Regions from separate parts of the Mus musculus genome. Here regions 1 and 2 are each linked to region 3. The links are chromatin contacts, called in public Hi-C and capture Hi-C maps. All regions are on one chromosome and are shown on one strand. Each heading gives the region's core, a stretch centred on a gene start, on an enhancer-like site or on the middle of the called end of the contact. The rest is flanking DNA. Distances are from core to core; before and after follow the strand shown. Region 1 has its middle 100 kb from the start of Gm32622. Region 2 has its middle 150 kb from the start of Gm32622. Region 3 has its middle 110 kb from the start of Slc4a3.

Region 1 (3,593 bases), core at 211-2,710, 180 kb after region 3:
GATATCAGTAGTTCAAGAGCAACAAGGTAGGGATCCAACCTCCCCCTTCTTCAGACTGCTATTTTCATCTTCATGTTTCATGATGGCTGGTTCATCATGGTACCCACACTCAACCAGAAGGAAACGAGAAGAAAGGAGTGTGTGTGGGTGAGCATGGGAGGGGGGATGCTCACATTTCCAGCTAAATTCCACTCTCTAGAACTTAGTCCCATGGCAATAGCCATGTGTTGTACCCAACAGCTACAGAGGAGTTTGGAAAGTGTAATTTGTAATAATTTTCTATTGCAATAAAAATCAGCAAAAGACTTTTATTATGTTGTAGTTTCTGGAGGTCACAAGTACTGGCAGAGTTGGCTGAGTCCTTGGCTCACAGTGTCTCCAAGTAGAAAGCCAAGTGTTGGTAATTTCTATCACCTCATCTGAATCGCTCTGGTTGGAGACAGGCTCAGTTCTGTGTAGGGATAGGACTGAAGTCCCTCCTTCTCAGACTGCGGGCTAGAATCCATTTTCAGCTTCTAGAGGTTGAAGCTAATGCTACCACTTGGCTCTTCCTTTTCCAGGTCAGCAGTGACACCTCTATGGCATTGACTCTTTCTTCCTCAATGGCCCCAGTCCTTTTAAAGAGCTCACATCACAAAATTTAGGCCAAATCCCCATCCAAAGTAATCTCTCTTTGGATTGGCTCAGCGTCAACTGATTTGAGATTCCAATCAAGTCTATAAAAACCACCTTTCATGGTGTCATATAATGTAACCAAATCAAGGGAGAAAGCTTCGAATTGTATTCATAAGTTTCACCTATTTTCAAGGGAAGGAAATCTATAGTGCATGAATGCCAGATGATAGGAGTCCTGGGGACCATCTTAGAATTCTGCCTCCTACATAGTCTTCATTGTATGGCTGCATACTTGATCAATAGCAGACAATACAATTCTGATTTCTCTAGTTCTTTGAGTAGAGAAGAATCAAACACAAGATATTGAGGTCACCTGGTGGTCTCTGCCCCCAATAACTTTTTAGCAACACCATCATGTCAAGCTATTCAATTTCCGTTTACTTCAGCTTTTCCTACAAATAGGGATAATAACAGTACCTTATGGTAGACTTTGTTGTGAGGCTTAAGTTAGATCATATGCATACCTTGCAAAATATTAAAAGCTCACAAAACATTGGCAATAACTCTCCTTTTCTTCAGGGCTGAAACACAGAAATAAAACACTAGAAAGATAAAAAATGTAGGTATACCTTTAATGACTCATGAGTACACAGCAGTTTGTTGAAGTCTTTCCAGTTTCGACTTTTTAAAGAGATGGGTCAGGACAAACAAAAACCGGCAGAATATTCCCAGGCCCCCAGAGTCGTCATTGTATCACCAATGGCATCATTTAGTAGAGATGCTCCTAGGTGATGTCATACTCTTCAAAGAGCTACTGCTGAGGCAAACCCTCTGGAATTTGATGTGCATTTTGCCAGAGGAAAAAGACTTGTGTAATTTCAATAAGCTCAAAAGGTCCTCCTGCCCAGTATGTCTATAAAGTATGTGGGTGTTGGTTTGTATGTGTGTTTGGATGTGCATATATATATCTTTGTGTGTATGTGCGTGTATGCATGTCGAAATAGCCTGTGATGTGCCAGCATGTGAAATTAGCCACAGGCTGATTAAACTTTCCTATACGTAAAAAGGCACAAGGGTTTTGAGAGAGCCATTGGAGAGAAGAAAACAATGAGTTATCATGTTACGTGACTCAATGAGTTCTGAAATTTAGACACGAAGGCTGAGCCATTAGTGTGCGGTTTTGCTTTTTTTTTAATAGGGAAACATTCCGTGTCAGCGTAGCAAGGTTAGGGTTGTTTAACACTTTCCCCTGCTTCTGCGCCTGCTCATGCACAGAGTGTCTTGAATAATGCACAATACAAACAATTATTTCAGACATCTCAAAAATGAAGTGCTACCAACTTTGCTACGTTCCTCTACTCTGGCGAGTAATGAAAGACATATTCTTAATGTGAAACAAAAGAAGATTGTGAATATTAAGAAAGCAGCCCAGCCTGCTAGAGTTAAACCGTCGGGCTAAGATATTAACTTGAACCACATGTGAGGTGCAGCTGTTTCTGTTGAGGCTTTCATCAGGCTCAAGTGGAAAGATTGGTGGGTTTTAATATGTGGTTTCCAGCCAAGCCAATAGGAATCTGGGGAAAATGTGTGTGAAATCAGCCCTCTGCCAGGGGGGTCCTGGGCTCGGGGCTGCCTTTTCTTTCTGGTAACATAAACAAAGGTAACTCAATGCTCAGGGCTAGGCTGTCTCCTTCCAAAGACACAGCTCAAGGACTCTGGAGTGACCAGCTGGGTTGTGGCACTTTAGGGGGCTTCCTACTATGTTCAAATGCAAAGACCAAAGGGGTAAAAGGAGGGCTAATTTCACAGGCTGGCACATCACAGACTATTCTACACACACACACACACACACACACACACACACACACACACACACACACACACAAAGATATATGTGCACCCAAACACACATACAAACCGGCACCAACACACTTTATACATACTGGGCATGAAAACCTTTCAAGTTTATTGAAATTACACAAGTTTGTTTCCTTCACACATGTCTCTTCTGCCTTTTCCTCTCAGAAATATTTAGAATTTATCCAGCTCCTAAGAACTCACAGATTCAACTCTATGAGGTCACTTTGTGCTTATTCAGTTCAAACTGAGGATTTAAGTTAGCCCAGAAGCGTGATGATATACAGGGCCATATGTACATATACATACATATATGTACAAGTATGAGAATTCGAAAAATCCATGAAAAAAGGTGAGATGCACGCAGAAATCAGTATTAATTATTTCTTTTTAAATATTATTTGTTTTAAAATTTCTTTTAATTACCTCTTTACAAAGATGAAATTAGCTAACTGGCTTCAGGGTAGGTCTGACTGTTGTGATGGTTTTGTCTAGTGTGTTCCTCAAGGCTGTATCTGACATTTCTGGATTGATGACTGAATGACAGAGTGCCACTCCCCCCAAGCACCATGGCCTTGCTTCAGCTTCAGAGACAGGGAACAGGAGTATATTTATGGGCCCACAAACTCAGAAATGGAGGCAGGAAAATGAAAACGACTGAAATGCCCTCATTGACCTTAGGAAAGCAGCCGAACACTCCCGTTTATATGCACTGATTCATGTGTTCAACATTTATTGGATAGCTCCAAGATTCAAGAGATTTTGCAAAGTGCTCTTGGGGTTGCAGTGATGTGTAAGGGGGAGAGGATCTGACATTTATTGAGCACATACTAGTTGCCAGACATTGTGCGGGTCCTGTGGTTATGTTTTCTCATCTCATTTCCTAAACCTGGAAAGAGAAGTTAGAAGACAAGATCTTTTCTCTCAAGAGTTATCCAGTCTAGGATTAAGTAATAGATAAAAGGCACAGTCAGACACCCATGAAATAAGATCATTATAATCACGTGCCAAAAGAAAAGTTTTAATGGGAACTAAGAGACTGGAGTGAATTCTTGGGGAACAGAAGGAAGTTTATTAGGGAATGCCACATTTTGAACTGGACACTGTAAGTTGTTTATATT
Region 2 (3,603 bases), core at 893-3,392, 130 kb after region 3:
CACCACAGAATAGGAATCACATAACAGTGGCTGTTTAGAGATCAGTTTGTTATGTGCATTTGCCCCTCCCCCTGCCACACTGTTTCCTTTGTCTCTGTAGCAGTGGGGGTGAGGAAGGTTAATTTGCAGAGGGGACTGAGAAGAGTTGTCATGTTTCCCATCCAAAGTGCCACAACACCAGAGAGGCAGAGTCAAGCTTTAAACTCAGAACTGTCCTGTTCTGAAGGGGCAATGTCCATCCTGCTGTATTGACCCTTAAAGGCCACTTCCCTTTAAGACAGGCAGACAAACATTGAGTGGGAGCTATATAAGGTAGTAGTGGACCAGAAGGCATGGATTCTATGAGCTAGGGCATCTCTACAAGGTGAGATTTTTCACGTGTTGTTTCCAAAGGCCAGAGTTCAGATTTATGACAGTGGGATATGTGATGTGCACTGCCATAGCACTTTGAAGGAAGGTTTCCTATAATTGAAATTAACCCAAGGTGAGGGCTCTTTCTGAGCTCAGACAAGGCAGATGTGATCAAGGCAGCATCTAAGCTACTTAGAAAGTAGTGAATTGATATTTTAAAATAATGTTCAGTGATTTGGAGTATTAAAGTATCCATTTTTTAATTTATCCACACATATATTTATCTATCCATCCATTCACAAATCTATCTATCTATCTATCTATCTATCTATCTATCTATCTATCTATCTATCTATCTATCTATCTATCTATCCATCTAACCATCCATCCATCCATCCAACTACAAATCAATCTATCCATCTGTCTATCCAATTATCCATCCATCTCTCCTTATCAAACAAACTAAACCAAATAAAATCTGTATGGTGTAGTTTGGATCCTGACTGTTCCTCAAAGGCTGGATTCTTAGCCTTTGGTATTATTAGAAAGTGTCAGGAGTTTTAGGGTGTGATGCCTAGTAGAAAATGTTATGCCACTGGGAGCGTACTTTTGAAAGGGATGTTGGGATCCCTGTCTGCTGCTCCTCTTTCCTGGATTTTCATCATGATGTGAATAGGTCTCCTTTATCATGCACTCCGACTGCCATGATGTGCTATGTGTCCCCAGGTCCAAACTGGCAGTGCCATGCAATTGTGGACTGAGACCTCTCCCTGTGAGGGAAAAGGAATATATCCTTTAAATATGTTTCTTCAGGCATTTTGTCAGAGCAACAAAGAGATGACTGATAAACCTTGTAAGTGACACTGGGGGAAGTTGGGAAGAGAAAGACTTACATAAAATTAGATCACAGAGTAAAGACATCCTGGATTATTAGAATGAGTGCATCAGAGAGTAGTGTTTTGCAGGGCCTAGACAAGGGAGGCCTTTAGGACATGGGGTGGCTACTTTGGCTGTCCTGGTTGCCACCAGGGATGATGGTGGGACAAACCAGGAATCCAATTAGTCCCAGTCTTGCTAGTTGAGCCAAAAATTGGATTATGGGGCTGCCCACTACTGAGATATAGTCTGGGTCTCTTTAGCTCTATGGAAATGGGCTGTCCCTTTTAATCTTCAATCCCAGTGTGATTTCCCCACCGGACTGAAAGAAGATGGAACCAACGGTGGTTCATTTGAGGACGATGCTTAGCTTCCATCCCCTGGTTTCACTCTCTCTAAGGAGAAGTGCTGTGTCCAATCCTGGCAACTCAGTGACCCAGTCAGCAACCCAACAGCAGATTCCCTTGGCTTTTATCACCTCAAAGGCCGTAAAGCTGACAGTAGGGGACCCAGACACTGAGGGGCCCAGAATGTGGGGTGCAGATGTATGCGACTTAATTAGGCAGCCTTTATGAGCAAAGCAGGGAGAAGTCATTAGGGTTGTAGCTTCACAAAGGATACTTCCTGCCCTGCCGCCTGTTAAAGAGCTGCTTTTCAACGATGCTGCACTTCTTTGATCCCGGAGGCCCCTGACATTTTTTTGCTCACATCCTGTCATGATATTTAATGATGCCTCACACATTTGGTAGAGCCCGGCCTGACTTAGCTTTGTTTTGGGGAAAGCATTGTAACATGACAAGGTTTTGATGTGGTGTCTCACACAGCAAGGTTAGCGAGGCAGCTATTGAGGTGCCAGCGAGAGGCCTGATGTCACTTGGCAGTGAAACAGGTCGAAAAGAATGATGGAGAGATCCAGCTAGTGCCAAGTGCTTTGGCATAAACTTTGTTTACTATGAGATCCACAGCGTCAGCTGGTAGGTACACTGCTTGGGAGGAGAAAGAAAGAATTTGGCCTTGGATAGTCTTTCAAAGGGCTGGACAATGCTTTTTTTAGGAATCGATCTTTTTCCAACCTGTGTTCACCCATGATCACACTCATGAACAGCTTTCTAAAATGAGGATTAATAGGTCCTTAGGACCCCTCTCTGCCTATTTGGATTTAAGCATTTCAAGGGGAGAGTCACTTGCACTTGTATTAGGAGACTTCTTCCAGAGAACCACTTGACTGTTCCACATGGGTAGAAGCAAAATACCCCTAGCTGCCTCTCAGTGGGGACGCTTCTCCATCTATGTACTTAGTTCTGTCTGTATCACTGCCATCTCAGTCTGGGTTATGGCAGGAGCTCCCCAGTGGGAGCTCTGTGGTTGGTTCCTACCCGTTTCCACTCTGTTCTCTACATAGACCCCAGAGTATCTTTTTAATCTTTGCTTTAGGCAGAGATTGCTAAAACCATTTCAGCAGCTTCTCACGGCACATTTGATATAATTTAGACCTTATCTTGGCCTTCAAGGACTTGGAAGATCTGATCCTGGCTTCTGTCTCTAGGGATTTTTTGAATCTTTTTTTCAAACTCTTGCTGGGTTGGAAAATCCATAGGTACTTTCAGGTCACTGGACACATGGCTCTTTCTCCTACACCAGGCTTTACACAGGGTTTTTGTTTTGTTTTGTTTTACCTAGAATGCCCCTTCTTCCCACACCTACTATCTCTTTGCTTGTCTGGCTCCCTTTTATCTCTAGACCCTACATATTTATTTAATTCTAATTACTCAACCAATTAATTACTTTTCTATGTATGGGTGTTTTGCCTGGATGTATGTCTGGCCACCACAGGGCCCAGAAGAGAGCCTCAGAGCCCCCATGTGATTGAATTTACAGTTGTAAGCTGCCATACAGATGCTGGAAATGGAACCCAGGTCCTCTGGAAGAGCAGCCAGTGCTCTTAACCATCGAGCCTTCTCTTGGGCCCCTAGACTTTCCATATTCAAAAGCTTATGCTAGTTAATTTTTCCCGTTTGCTGTGACAAGATGCTTGACAAAACCAGCATTAGAAGGAAGAGGTTACTTTGGCTTGCAGTTTGAGGGGATACGGTTCATTATGGCAGTGCAATGGTCATGGTGGACCCACTGTTTGGCAATAGATCAAACTGAAAACTGGTGTTCAGCTGCTGTTCTGTTTATTGAGCCTGGGACCCTTGCCCATGGGACAGTGCTGTTCCATCCTGGCAGTCCTCAGTTATTCTCTCTGCAAACATTCTCACAGGCAGTTTGGATTTGTTTCTTCCTAATGCCTTAGGCATTTCTTAATCCAACCCAAATTGGCAATAGGTATTATCTGTCAGCCACAGAGAGGAATTCTCATATCCTGCGTTCCCT
Region 3 (3,744 bases), core at 89-2,588:
GTAAACACATCATGTCATTGTAGAGTTGGGAAATTGACCAGAGGCTGGGGAAAAAAAAATCTCACTTGGCCAGCAGAGGTCACTCTTTCTCCTTTATCGATCCCAGTAACCGGCTTCTGAGTGTTTAGTCAAAGGTGTTTTGAGCTTGAAGCTCAGCCAGAGGCTGTGGAAATAATACACATCATCAAGGCGAGCTCTGCTTTCTTACACACATGCACGCACACATGCACGCGCGCGCGCACACACACACACAGACAGACACAGAGTTTAAATGTTTTACTCTAGCTGGACAACTCACATACATATAATAAGAGCCACTCGGTTATGCATGTTAATGCATTTCTTTAATTAATCTGTTTCATCAACTATTACTCTAATGCTTACTGGTGCCAGCTCCAATTCTGCCCAGTTCTCTGACTTATGAACCAAAGCTTAGATTTCTATAAATACCTGCAGGTGACTGGCATGAACCTTTAGAGAGAGTTTCTGCAGAGGAACCAGGAACTAACTAGGACCAGGCTGTATTGAACCCTGGCCAAGCAGAGAGGCCAGTGCCAGGCACTGAGGGTTAAGCTGGAGAGGTACATACCCTACCCTGGCTTCTGTGTTTGGCTTTGTTATGGAAACAAAAGCATATGCTAGCAGTTCTTTCGAAGGTTGGGCCATAGAATGAATTTAGATGAATTATACATGAATATCCAAAGTATAGGCCAGTCATAAGTATCTATAGATGGTCACGACAGCTGAGTGATGGAACTGTCTAGTAGTGAGGTAAACCACTCAGCGTTTGTCTGGCCAAATCATTAAAAGTATTTCAGTAATTCATTTTTAATATCTTTCTTTATGGGGGACATAGTGGGCATTTTTAGGAAGTGCCTGGGAAAGTTGAGCTTTTGGTTTGCCAATGATTAGCTAAGATCTTTTCTAACTCTTCCATCCCATCTCCTCCTTCCCCCTTCCCTCCCTTCCTGTAGCACCCCCTTCCAGTCCTTTTCTGTCCCTCCCTTCGATTCCCCTCCCCCACTCTTTTTCTTTCCTGAAATACCAATTTCATACAGAATTTTAAAAACGTGGTGGAAATCTGAGATTCTCCGTGGCTGTTTTTCCTTTGGCCACCAGGTGGCGCCATCACAGTGCGCCGGGGTCTAGGCAACCCTTCCTAAAGAACGGAATGTGTCTCTTCCTTAGGTGGTGGGTAGCTTAATGACTAGGTCCGTAGCTCCCTGTAGTGCCTGCGAGGAGCTGCATCCAGGGGAGGAAGATCTATTGGGCTTCCTCACATCGCCCTCTGAAACCTTGGTTTCTCTGGTCTGTGGTTTTGTGCTGGGCCAGCTGCCATCTGCTTACCCAGAATGCCTTGCAAAAGTGTGCTGGAGCCAGCTGGTGTACTTGCTAGAGACTGGTTAAGTAGCCAGGAATTTTGTGAACTGATTGTTGGACCATTGGCAATTAGACATCAGCCTTGGTGGGCGTATTTGAGGCACTAAAAAATCACACGACTTCGTCCTGTTTGCTGATGTATGAGTACTCTTGCCTTTGTGACCCTCGGTTGTATCCAAAACCAACCAACCAATCAAACCATAGTCCCCTGTTGCCTGACGTTAAAAGTGTCAAATTAAAAAAAAAATGCAAATATTTGTAGGGAAGGAAAAAAATTCCTCCTTTTTCTTATCTTTCTTTAAAAGCTTTGAAGCAAAAGTTGTTTCTTTTTAAATGATCAAGTATAGATTTCTGCTCTTCTAGCTAGAGTTTAGTCAAAAGCTGAGGGGATTATTCCAGCTTTCAGCCTCAATCCGATTCCTCTCCTGAAATTAACGTTTGGCCTAGCTATTTTTCCTTCCTGTCTCCCCAGTTTTATTTAACATCCCTTTATCGCCCTCACACTGTGAAACTCTGGCCTCCTGAAGGTGTGTGTCCCCTGACATTGTCCCTGGCCTAGACACCAGTCTTTACCAGTCCTTTAGGACTCAGAAAGCCGTCCAGGTGTAGGTGCACCTAGGCCGCATGCGCTCATGGAGTGCTTGTCAGGAACGATTGTCGTTTTCCGGTTCTCCACGGCGACATTGTTTTACTCCCTGATAGGCCGAGCCTGGACTCCACGGCACGGCTCCGACTGCTTCGGAGGCAAACTCAAGGGAGAAGACAGTCAGTACCCATTGCCTGGGTACTGAGCACTGTTCCTCCTCAGGCTGAGGAGGGCGCACCTAAGTTGGTGCCAGCATTGGAGGGAGGTTGTGGAAGCAGAGGCTTAGAGCTGCTGTGGGGAGAATCCTGTTGAGGACGCTATCACAGCTTCTGCTATAAAACCATTGTCTAGACGATGGTTCACTCCTGTTTGTTGACTGCCTCAGCGAGCCTCATCCCTTGGGCAGAACATTTCTTTTGCACAGATGTTGCATTAGCTGCTCAGGGTGCCATAAAGAGACTTTGCACACTGGGAGGCTTAAGTGACTGGCATTTATATTCTCTCTGTGGAGGCGAGAAGCCCCACAAACTTAATTTATGGTGAGGGCTCTCTTCCCAGCTTCTAGATAGCCTTTTTTCCCCCCTGTATGGCCATGGAAGGGTCTTTCTCCATGGAGTGTCTATTAACTCTTCCTACAAGGACACACTACTAACGGGTTAGGGCCCTAGGACTCCATGAACCTTTAATACCTCCCTAAAGCCCGACATCCAAATAAGTCTAACTGGGGACTAGGGATGCAGTATACAAACTACTGTGGGCCCACAATTAAGTCCATAGCAAATGGCAACTGATGGTTTTAAAAACATTTGGAGCAAGAAGAAATGCGAGGACATAGTCTCCTTTAATCACCGTCTCAGGTTTACCAGATGTATTTAGGAAACTCTTCTACCTGGTCCAATTGCTGCTAGTGTGGGGTAAAGTCATGATTTTTTTTTTCCTGCTTCCCCATGTCCCCATAAGGAGGACCGAGACCTCGTCCTCATTCTGATCCAAGCTTCAATTACCCTTCAGAATTTCCCCACTCACAATTAATGCTTACCCATTTGTAATTAAATAATAAATCTGTGTCATAATTTGAGGAGATTTCCGGTGGCCAACTGAAACAGCGATGGGATTCATAATTCCTTAAAGGCAGAGGCATGCTCTTTCTAAAAACTCTCATAAAATAGTGGATTTAAAAAGTTCTCTGTATTACCTCCTATTTTCTTCTTGCCAACTGATTTTTTTTTTCCTCTGATTCCCTTGTCTTCGTCTGGTTGAAGACACAAAATAGAGTGTAAGTCGAAGAGCATGCGTGTTTGTGAACTTTTTATTCCTCTCTAAGTGTTTTTCTTAAAAAAAAATGATTCCTATCTCTCTCTTGATGGGGAAGTTCTTGTGTTTCTTAGAAGCCTTTGTTCTGTACTTAGAGACCTGGGGAGGAGCAATGGGGGGGGGGGGTTCCGGGTAGGGGGTGGAAAATGTTGGTGACACTGGGAAAAGAAGTCTGAGCACATGCTAGTCTTCTGTGTACATTTGCATTTATCAGGAAACTTCTGGAAGCAAGATGCTTGCATGCAAAGACTCTGGCTGCCTGTGCTGAGAGTTTCAGGTTGGACTGTGAGATTGTGTGGGGTACTGTGTGGTTGTGTGGGGTACTGTGTGGTTGTGTGGGATACTGTGTGGTTGTGTGGGATACTGTGAGGTTGTGTGGGATACTGTGAGGTTGTGTGGGATACTGTGTGGTTGTGTGGGATACTGTGTGGTTGTGTGGGGGACTTTCTTTAAATCATTCCGCA

Evidence for each region. Hi-C and Micro-C count contacts between places; a contact is called where the count stands out from the background. Capture Hi-C pulls out chosen DNA fragments and counts their contacts.
Region 1: a Hi-C map of cranial neural crest shows a contact between it and region 3, with 5 times the contacts expected there. The contact joins two enhancer-like sites. A contact is called at or near these places in 3 of 484 Hi-C or Micro-C datasets (cranial neural crest, extraembryonic endoderm stem cells and nephron progenitors), 1 of 115 datasets of contacts at active chromatin or transcription factors (embryonic basal ganglia) and 2 of 9 other capture datasets (embryonic stem cells and embryonic tail).
Region 2: a capture Hi-C map of embryonic tail shows a contact between it and region 3, with 2.6 times the contacts expected there. The contact joins two enhancer-like sites. A contact is called at or near these places in 2 of 15 datasets of contacts at CTCF or cohesin (both in embryonic stem cells), 21 of 484 Hi-C or Micro-C datasets (the HL-1 cell line, embryonic fibroblasts, embryonic limb bud and 6 more), 1 of 115 datasets of contacts at active chromatin or transcription factors (embryonic stem cells) and 1 of 9 other capture datasets (embryonic tail).

What each region holds. Positions count from the first base shown.
Region 1 is chr1:75,831,456-75,835,048 of GRCm38.p6, forward strand. No RefSeq gene overlaps it. Among named protein-coding and RNA genes, the nearest start is that of Gm32622, 100 kb to the right of the region's middle. Within about 2 kb of position 1,461, at least 24 of the 459 cell types and tissues checked have an H3K27ac peak or open chromatin away from gene starts, as enhancers often do.
Region 2 is chr1:75,784,564-75,788,166 of GRCm38.p6, forward strand. No RefSeq gene overlaps it. Among named protein-coding and RNA genes, the nearest start is that of Gm32622, 150 kb to the right of the region's middle. RefSeq lists an enhancer at 1-2,882. Within about 2 kb of position 2,143, at least 14 of the 459 cell types and tissues checked have an H3K27ac peak or open chromatin away from gene starts, as enhancers often do. A contact at or near this core is called in embryonic tail, where this site is marked.
Region 3 is chr1:75,652,628-75,656,371 of GRCm38.p6, forward strand. No RefSeq gene overlaps it. Among named protein-coding and RNA genes, the nearest start is that of Slc4a3, 110 kb to the left of the region's middle. Within about 2 kb of position 1,339, at least 60 of the 459 cell types and tissues checked have an H3K27ac peak or open chromatin away from gene starts, as enhancers often do. A contact at or near this core is called in embryonic tail, where this site is marked.